Regions from separate parts of the Anas platyrhynchos genome. Here region 2 is linked to region 1. Evidence: chromatin contacts called from public Hi-C data. All regions are on one chromosome and are shown on one strand. The core of a region is the stretch at or near the end of the contact, and the rest is flanking DNA. Distances in the headings are between cores, read along the strand shown.

Evidence for each region. Hi-C and Micro-C count contacts between places; a contact is called where the count stands out from the background.
Region 2: a contact with region 1 is called in a Hi-C map of liver, with 1.7 times the contacts expected there. The contact joins the promoter of CSTPP1 here to the enhancer-like site in region 1. A contact is called at or near these places in 2 of 8 Hi-C or Micro-C datasets (liver and small yellow follicle).

Annotation. Positions count from the first base shown.
Region 1 is chr5:31,934,046-31,938,866 of IASCAAS_PekinDuck_T2T, reverse strand. It overlaps ARFGAP2 (ARF GTPase activating protein 2), which reads right to left. Exons shown (of 17, transcript XM_072038694.1): 16 at 4,702-4,820; 17 at 3,515-4,246. The coding sequence ends at 4,226. CSTPP1 (centriolar satellite-associated tubulin polyglutamylase complex regulator 1) reads left to right here. Exons shown (of 10, transcript XR_011809664.1): 8 at 851-914; 9 at 1,389-2,259; 10 at 2,828-2,944. Among named protein-coding and RNA genes, the nearest start is that of ARFGAP2, 11 kb to the right of the region's middle. Within about 2 kb of position 2,971, at least 5 of the 8 cell types and tissues checked have an H3K27ac peak or open chromatin away from gene starts, as enhancers often do. A contact at or near this core is called in small yellow follicle, where this site is marked.
Region 2 is chr5:32,011,998-32,016,818 of IASCAAS_PekinDuck_T2T, reverse strand. CSTPP1 (centriolar satellite-associated tubulin polyglutamylase complex regulator 1) reads left to right here and starts at 2,277. Exons shown (of 10, transcript XR_011809664.1): 1 at 2,277-2,457. It overlaps LOC110351715 (a long non-coding RNA gene), which reads right to left and starts at 2,801. Exons shown (of 4, transcript XR_002399484.4): 1 at 2,454-2,801.

The DNA.
Region 1 (4,821 bases), core at 1,722-4,221:
GTGCCAGGTTTTCCTGGTCAGGTGCAAGAGAGGAAGACCAGAACTCGAAGTAAGGGAGTCAGATCTGGTCAGAACTGCTTCTAATTTGTTAGATGCTCATTGCTACAATTTTTTGACTGCCATTTGCCTGTCTGGAAGAGGTGGCTCTCCAGCCCCTCCTTCAGGACAAAGGTGCCAGGGCCAGACATCTGCTCTGTGTCCCCCCAGGGCAGTACAAGAGCTCTTTTCCAAAAATACTGCGTGTGGCACCCAGGTCTCCTGAAAAACAAGAGCATTTCTCGCTGCAGCATTGGTACAGATTACCAAATGCCTTTTTCCTGGTGTGCAGTGGCATCATCCAGGCAATTTGTCATCTCCATGCTGACCGATCAGACCCTCCCACAGCCCTTGTGCAAGGTGGAGTTTGTTACAGGAGGGATTTCCTAAGAGCCCCATCTTCCTGAAGGCTCTGTTGTTCTGATAGGATTTAGGACTGAATTGCCCTATACAGCTACCACAGGGACATCACCCTGTGACAGTCAGCACGCAGTAGTTCTAGTAGGAACAGAACCTGCCGAATCTTTGGGCTTTTCAAGTTCTCTGAAAGGTGAGACTGCTGAGTGCCTCCCATCTAGGCTGAGGCCCCGCTAGAGCCTGTGTGAAGGACACAGCATATGCAACATCATTCTTTGCCTGTCCTTGATCCTCAATATTCAGTGTCCATTTCTCTGATGGGCATAAGGAAGGGTATTTTTTTTGGTCTTGCAGGACACATTTCAGATGCTGGCCTGACTTGAGTGATTTTCTTCAAAAAGGTAACCCCTGAATAGCCTAACTCTGCTCTGATACTGGTTTTTCTTCTTCTTCACAGGGGCTTTGCCAGATAAAGGAGATTTGTTTCTTGACCCTGCCATGGATCAGGAACTTGAGAAATTGTAAGTGGAATTGCCTGGAGTAGGAGGTAAAGCAACAGATGGAAAGTAGCATGTTAAGGAAATCTTCACTGAAGTACTACCCCTAGTCTTTTACTCAACTATAAGACAAGAGAGGAGCTAACAGAGCAGCCTAGGCAGAGAGGGCCTCTGGGGTGGCTGGGTGGTGCTAACAAAATCCTTAGAAAAGGCTTCAGAAACTGGGGAGGAAATGCACCTTGGTTAGGAAAAAAAAATGTTGGACAGTGAAAACTAGGAGTGTTAGGAGACACAGGCTGAGGCCAGATCTGTTTTAACAGGGGAAAAAAGATTTGCACAGCAAGTCTGGCAGATACTGGTGTAAAGTATTCCCCATCTTTGCCATGAACGTCTTTCTAGTTGGGAATGAGTCCTCTTTGCGAGTTTACTCCAAAATTGCTATGGTTAAGGGTGGAGGTGACAAGCTCGGCTACCCAGCATTTGTCTTTTCTCTTCCAGGATAGCTCAGGTTTCAGGGCTTGCCATCTCTGCTCCTACCAGCTCCAGCGGGGACACTGCTAATTTGCCTGTCCGTCACTCACCCAGGATTAACTCTCCCTGGAAACCTCTCCACCATCGCCGAAAAATGGATGCTGAGAGTGAAGGCTCCAACGAAGAGACAGACTCCTCTGAAAACTGAAGGTTGTGAGGGTGGGCACCGGTCCCACCTTTGGTTTGTCCACATCTCCCTGGAGGTGCAGCACCTCCTCCCAGAGCATCTGCTCTGGCACTGGGTTACATCCACATCACCAGTGTGTGCGCGGCTCTGCCAGGCCCCATTGCCAAGTCCACCTGTCCCTTCCCAGCAAGAACGCTGCTTTTTTTTTTCCCCTAGATCCGAATCTGTGTAGGAGTAGCTATTTCCAGCTACAGAGTTCTGCTGCCATCTGCTGGCACGTAAGACGACAAACCAGCAGCTGCTAGAGCTGCCCGTACTTGGAAATAGCCCGGCGTTCTCCCAACCAGGGCTCTCTCCCAGTTCAGCAGGTGCTGGAACAGTGGGAGCGCTGGTGCAGGCTGGGTGCCAGGGTTTTGTTGTGTAGCTGTGTTCAGACTTGGCCTAGACAATAGAGTGGTTAAATCGCCAGCGGCAGCTTTGCATTCATGCTCCATTGTAATTATTCCTAGTAAAGCTGCACCTGCATGTGATCAAAGGTAGAGAAATTCCTCAAGTTCCTAGAATAGAAGGGTTTAGCTAGTGCCTTGCCACCTGTCACAGCTTCCTCCTCCATGAGTCCAAGCCAAGCCAAAGCAAATAATAAGCTAGATTTCAGCAAGTACTGCACGGTGCTTTGCGGCTCCTCTGCTGTGCTGAGTTCCCTTCTGGGAGGCCTCCCCCTGCCTCCAACAGCACGTTAAGCTCATTTGCTGAAAGCAGGCTTTGGAGAGGGGGGTGGAACAGAGAGATGAAAAGTCTTCAGATGGTTTGGCCACAGGTGGCGGTGCAGCCTGCCAACATAGAGCATATCTGCTGGGGGTTGGTGGGCAGAAGCACTGGGGGAGGAGGAGGCAGTTTTCAAGTGAGGCCCAGGTACTTTTTGTAAATATTGGCATTGTTGTATCATCGCGGTGTGGCCTGTACAGCTACAGAAAGAATTACAGCCTCAGTGGTAACTAACTCTGCAGCTTGGCCTCCACAACCCTGAACAGCTGACTAGCCATGCACCTCTGTCACAGCTTGCATGGACTCGTTATTTCCCAAGATACTCCAATTTCTCGTGAGCCTTTGGGAGGCTTCTTGCTCTTCCCTGCCCTAAAACGCTGCACGGTGTAGGCTACTAAGATCTGTTAACCCAAAGCTTAGCGCTGCCCTAAGCCGAGCGGATTCAGCACATGCTGGAACTATTTTAAGAGTAATCTTTTAGCTACTGCTGACCTGGCTGTGGAGGTAGGGGGAGGTATTTATTGATTGTAAGTTATCAGCATGCTCTTTAACTGCACGTTTTTTCCCCACCCAGCAGTGGGCAACAACCAAAGCAAGGGAATAAAGCATGCAGTGTAAGGCCTGGGGCCAAGCCTGAGAAACTCTGCTCTGTGCCCCCCCTCCCAGGCCCCAGTGGCCTCTCATGGGGCCCCACAATGCTGACCCCGCCCAGGTGGGGCCCGCTGCCACCCCCAGCACAAATGGCACCGTGCCCACATCACCCACGCAAGCACATTCAACCCTCAGCCACTTCCACCCCCGCCACAGCCCTGGGGGTACCACGGCCCCTCTGGCTGCTGCCACGCAGCCCCCAGTGGACCAGGGGGGTCCGTGCACATCTGGCACAATGTGGGGGCCCAGCCCTGGAGGGGGCATTTGCTGACAGGAACCCACGGAGTTAAATTGTTTTGCTCATCCAGCTATTTTGCAATAGTTGCAAAATAAGCACAGAAAAAAAGGCCTATCCCATCCTCAACTGCATGAAGGGAAAACTGCTCTTGTTGAAACCACACTCAGAAGCAAAGAACCCACCTGAGTAGGACTAAGGTTGCAGTCCCCATGGGGACAGCCTCCCTCACCCCTGTCCCACTTAAGCCAGGGTTTCAGGACCTTCCCCTCTGTCCAAGTCTGGATGGAAGATAGGACAGGGCAACACAATAACCAAGGGTCCAGCAAATATCTTTATAGTACTTCATGGCCTGGGCCTTTTTTTTTTTGCTCATGATGTGATTAGAAGCTAAAAAAAATAATCTTTGCTTGATTTGTTCTCCCGCATCAATATATGCCAGTTTACAAGACAATAAAAAGGATTATCCCATGGTAAAAGGCAGACCCTGCAAATACAGAGGAATTGTGACACCATGGCTTACCATGCATGCTAGAACCTTGCAGTTGAAAATGCCTTACCCGTGCTGTGAACTGCTGCAGCAGCCTGCTTGGGATCAGGCAGTAAGAGCACTGAGCAGAACAGAAAGCCACAGTCATGTCCGTAGGGACCAGGTAACACGTTCAGAAAAACAGCATTCCCATTTCCTCTGTCACGTGGTCAGCTAAGGGATGGGCCAGGAAGGATAGGAGCACTGATGAGGGCAGTCACAGGAATTCCCACATCTTTCACAGCAGTGAGGTTATCCCCATCTCCACTGGCTAGTAGATAGCAGTGGGTCTGAGGGCACATCAAATTTTAATGCAGAGTGGAATTCAGATATTTGGAAAGCATCCTGGGCACAGCCATGTCCTGCCCCCTTCTGCTTTCCTTCTCCCCTCCCCACCCACCCCAGACAAACTAAGACAATCCTGCAGAGTTTACTCCAGGCGAAGGTGGCATCAGTGCCTCCTGCTGGCTTCCCTGCGAGTTGCAGTTCCTGGGTCATCAATATGAACCATAACGATCCTGGGGAGGAAACACACCAAGACACCATTCTATAACACTGTGCAAACTCCAAAGAAGCAAATAACAAGGTCATGGGGGTTTGGCATTAATGCAATCAATACACAATGGTCAACAAAAGGTTGCCTTAAGAGAGGACACCTTGCAAAGACAGGAGGTAAAATGGGCTCAATTTTTTTTTTTTAAGTTTAAAGATCTGTGGGAAAAGGTGTATCTGACATAACACAGTACCCTGTCCAGCAGGAGAATAATGTTGTCCAAGTAGCATTCACCAGCCACCTGGAATTGGTCAGCTATTGAATCCTCAGCTACAAAAGGGCTCATCTCTACCTAGGACTTTCCATATAATTTGAGAAGACGATGATAATCCCAGTGAAATCACTTGGAACGGCCAGGATATGGTAGAAGTCCCCGAACATGACTAGAACCTGTCTGAAAGTGCTGCAGTGCAACCTCACCTGGAGGGAGTTCATCACCCCGTTGGCTAGGACAGCCATCTTGCCAGCAACTGACTTCACTCCTTGCTTGAACTGTGCGATATCGGCTGCAGGCAGGACATTTCCAATCGACACACCACC
Region 2 (4,821 bases), core at 1,028-3,527, 79 kb before region 1:
CAGGTGAGTGCTGCAGCTGATTGGTTATATCACCTAATCCTGGCTCTGGCAAGCCCAGAAAGAAATTATAGTAAACAGGGAAGTTTATAAATGGCTCCAGAAATGACGTCTTGTTTTTATATATTTTTCTTTGAGTCATTAACAGTCAGGCGCCACTACTGCTGAAACTTATCATTATTACAACCACAAATGGGCTCAGTGTCCAAAAGGATTCCCTGAGCTAGCTTAAGGGAAATAACATAGTCCAATCCATAGAGACCAAACCGTAACAAGAAAAAAAAAAAAAAAATCCCAGGGAAAATGCAAAATAGAAATATTATAATGTAGTTGTTAAAAATGGACGTTAAAAGCATCTTTTAAATGAGCGCTCCAGAAATTGATCAAGGAGAAATTGTGTTTTACAGAAATGGGTTAAACAACAGAAAAGAATTAATGAACCTGTGGAAGGCTCCAACCAGCACAGCTGACTGGGAATATAGAAGAGGAAAGTCTTCTAGATTTGGGTTTTAAATACCAGTAAAACTGCCTGGATGATTGTAAAGGACTGCTTGTGAAAACAGATCTTGACACCAGTTTTAGAAGCACAAGAACTGTGTTCTTAAACGTAACGATCACAGGGGGTCTACCAAATGACCCCCTCCTCTCCAACAGTGGCCTAGAAGCAGACACCTCACTGCAAAGTGCCTGAAACCCTAAAGTGAGCAGTTATGGAATAGACCTCATGTTAGGAAAAATCTTTTCCAAAACCCCATTAGTCAGATAATTGCCTTCACCACGAAGTTCATGTTCCTCCAGTCACTGTGCTCTTTTTTTCCCCCTGTATGCTTTTATATGTAATAACATAATCCTGTATTTTCTCATTCTGTGTAAAAACGTCTACTTCCTTTCTAAATTCTGCTGAATTCTTGGCTCCAAAAATATCTTGCATCAATGCAAGATACATTCTGATTTTATCTGGTATCAAAATCTCTCTTCTTTAAATTTATAGCCTTTAAATACACAGAACTAAACATGTAAACTGCAAAAGTGGACACATGATTTTTAAAATGAACTTCATTGTAGCACAAATAATTTTCAATAATATTGTCATTTGATATGTTTAACGATCCTCTTTGAGACAGTTTTATCTTTTATCCAATCACTCTTCATACTGGGGTGTCTCAGTCTGTTTCTTACATTATTCTCACTACTTAGCTTTCAAATATTTATATCTAAGACCTTTTAAAGACTGAACAAGACAAATACAGCAGAAAGGTCCAGGCAATTTGGGGGTGTGGGGTTATGTGGAATTTAAGTAGGTTATCTATAACATCCTATTTGCTCTCTTGACTGTACTTTGAGTAGAAGTTAAAGCTGAGTTTCCAACAGCGACACAGCTTTTTGTTTTTGTGGAGTAAAGGCTTGCATGCACATGTAAATGGTTTATTTAATTTCTGTTCTTTTGCATCTGTCATTAAAAACATAACACTTCCCAGTTCTTCTTTTGGAACTCCTGGGATTACATCCTGGGCTGGGCTTTTTCTAATGCTGATGCAAGAAAAAACTGCAAAGGCATTGGGAAATTTCAGCCCTATCAGCTTCTGGAGAAAAGGCACCCAGCAGAGCTGCTCAGAGCTTTTCTGTTACTTTCTGCTCTCCTGTGAGCAATGGGTAATGCCCGATGCTCCCCGTTCCCTCCTCTCTGGAGAACCAGAGCTGCCAAAAACCAGCCTGGGAGCCAAGCAGCAGTACTGATAGACCGATGTAACCGTAAGGGGCCTCCATGGTCACCCTGCTCAGGCCTGGCTCTCTGGAACAAGGTTGCTACATAACGCCTTTCAGTGACTTATTTCCACTGACCTTCAACTTTGGATCTTTCCCCCCACAGCTGTAGCACAAAACATCCAGCAGCTCCCTGCTCTTAGGCACCTTCTGGTTTCCAAATTGAACCAGAACGGCTTTATACGCCTTCACTCCTTGTGCCATTTTGGCTCTTCAGCCCTTCTCCCTCTGAGGAGTCCCCAGGCATCCGCAGCCCAGGCCATCACCCCCGGCCCCTTCCTCAGGGCATGGCCGCCATGTCAACCCCAGCCCCCTCCTCAGGGCCGGGCCGCCATGTCAACCCCAGCCCCTTAGGGCAAGCCGTGCCGTCACTTCGCCTTCCACAGCCCCTTCCCCTGAGGCGGCTCACGCCCTCCCAGCCTTTCCCTCAGCCCCAGGCCGGTGCCGAGCGCCGGGCGGGTGCAGTGTGACCGCCGTGGCCCCGCTGCAGGCGGTGGGGCGAGGAGCCCCCGGCCGAGCGCTGCGGGGCCCGGAACGGTGGCGGCGGCGGGGCTCGTTCCCAGCCGGGGCCGGCGGAGGAGCAGCGCCGGGCCCTGAGCGTCGGGAGCCTTGGAAACGGGCGGAAACCGTCAGGGAGCGGCGGCGAGAGGATGCTGAGCCCCGAGCGGCTCTCGCTGCCGGGGCCCGAGTACCTGGGTGAGGAGCGGGGCGGCGCGGAGGGGCTGCCCGGTGCCTGCCCTCCCCGCCCGGGGCGAGCCCCTGAGGCGAGAGGAGGGGGCTCCGTGTCCGCCATCTCGGCTGCTTGGGGCTTGCGGGTGGGGAACGGGGCTCTTGTACCCCTCAGGGTGCCCCTCTTAGACCAGTGGGTGCCATCTCCCTGCAAGCTGGGCTGGGCTGAGGAGGGTGGGCTGCCACCGCCTGCCCGCATCCTTGGGCTGTGGGGGTGGCGCGGAGCAAGGTGCTTCTGCCCCTGCCCCCCTGTAGCCCATCCAAAGTCCTCTGTGAGGGCTTCTGGAAGTCCTCTGTTTGCCCTCTGTGAAAGCAACCCTGGTTTAGGCTTGTTTTGCAATGTCAGATCGGGTGCTGCTCTTAGGTTGTGAGGTGGTTTGGGCTAGGGCCTGAGGTGGTTTGGGTGTTAGCCTTTCTTCTGGAATAAAGGTGGTGTTTCCTACTGATCTGTGCCCTGTAAAATGGGAATCTTTTCACTCATAAAGCAGCTGCTCCCTTACTGACTGCAAACTTTGAAGCTCTAGCAGTTTGTGTTGCTACTACTCGATGTTCCAGTAAACTAAGGAGCAAAGGGATTAGCTGTTAGTACATCAAGAAAAATAATTATGGTGGAAAAAAAGTCAATATGACTTCGTTTAATTGCTAAAGAGGAGATGAATTGCAAGTGGTAAGCATTTGGAACACAAACAAATCAATATTTTAAAAGTGAAATTCTTCAGCCATCACTTTCTAGGCCTGAGATGCTGTTTGGTAACAACTGTTAAGATACACATAACTTACTGGAGCTTTCTTATACAAGAAAAGGTAAGAAACGTCATCTATTGGTTTGTGGTACGTATTCCACCATGATTTTGCCATCTCTGGTCAGTCAGAATGGGACAAGGCTAGAAAACATCACTAGCTTCCAGTAAATGGAAATCCAGTCCTACAGGGGGGAGACTACAAGAACTCGGTTTCTTTAGCCTAGCGCTGGAGCCAATGAGTAGGGATCTGACCCGTCTTTCAGAGTGCATCATGGCAAGAAAGAGAGCTGAAGTAGTTAAGCAGAGGAGTGATGTAGGTCCTCTCAGAATAGAATCTCATGCTTTTGCTACTAGGCCATTACTGGGATGCTTTGTGCATCCCCCTACGTGACCACGGTGCTGTTCTGCATTAAGGAAACTCAAGGCAGAAATCAGAGGTTTAGTTCTCAGGTCAGGATGATTCTCAGGAGATCCACTTTGGATCTTACTACTGATTTCAATGTTGGCGCTAGTTCAGGTATTTGAGAACAATATCACGGCGTGCCGTGTAAATACACCCTTCAGTTGTGTACTGCTCTATCACACCATGTCAGCATTTTCAACCTACGCATTAATAGAGGTGCTCATAACTTTTCCACAGAGTTGCTCTAGGCTGAAACTTGCAAAATTTCTTTCTTTTTAATGAGCCAACTTGGTTTTAGGTTCGTTTAATTGTTTTTAATGAAATCGGCGCTTAACTCTTACTCGTGTGAAACTTGTCAGTAAGGACTGAATCAGTCAAAACAATCTAGGAGGCAGACTAAAATAATCTTAGAGAGTGAGGAGAAATAACCAGCTTTCTGTTTTACACCTGAAGCTGAGAAGTGAGACTTCTGAGAGGTGTGTAACATTGCATGGTACAAGCAGCATTATTAGCCTACTTAAAGTGAGCCTCCTTTTATCTCTGTTCTACTTGCTGATCTACCCTTCCCTTTTCATTTTGTAAAACCTAAATTTCTGTGACATTTGGGTTAGGTGAAGACACACAGGAGCATGCAGGTTGAGCAGTAGCTTGTATAAGAGCTTGTTCTGTTGCTCACATAGCGCATCCTTCTGTTTAAGTTACAATCTGTCCTCTATTAGAGAGAAAGCGTCTGCCATGCAGGGGTGTTTTCATTGGCCATAAATGTCATCAAGAATAATTGTTTTGTCTTCACAAGACTTTGTAACTTACCAAGCCGCTCACACACAAAACAGAATGAATTTTGTGTTCACAGTGGGGAATTGATAAAAACTGTTTTTATAAGATGCTTTTTAGTTTTCTGCATTATTTGGCATTCTGAAATCACCGTTGGTTGGATTCATCCTATTGTGTTCCTCAAAGTCTTGTTAATATTGTTGTCTGATGTGGGGTTGTAAGCAACTGTGATAAACAAGTTTCACATTCTGTAATTTCATTCTGAAATTGTGTTGCCCCAGGCTGCCACATGAGGTATTCTTTGAGTCTCCCAGATCAGATGGCACTCTGTCTTTCCTGGCCTGGAATGGGTGAGCTACACCTAACCTCTTTTCCCTCCCTTCTCAGAACTGAAAATAGTCAAACAAATAA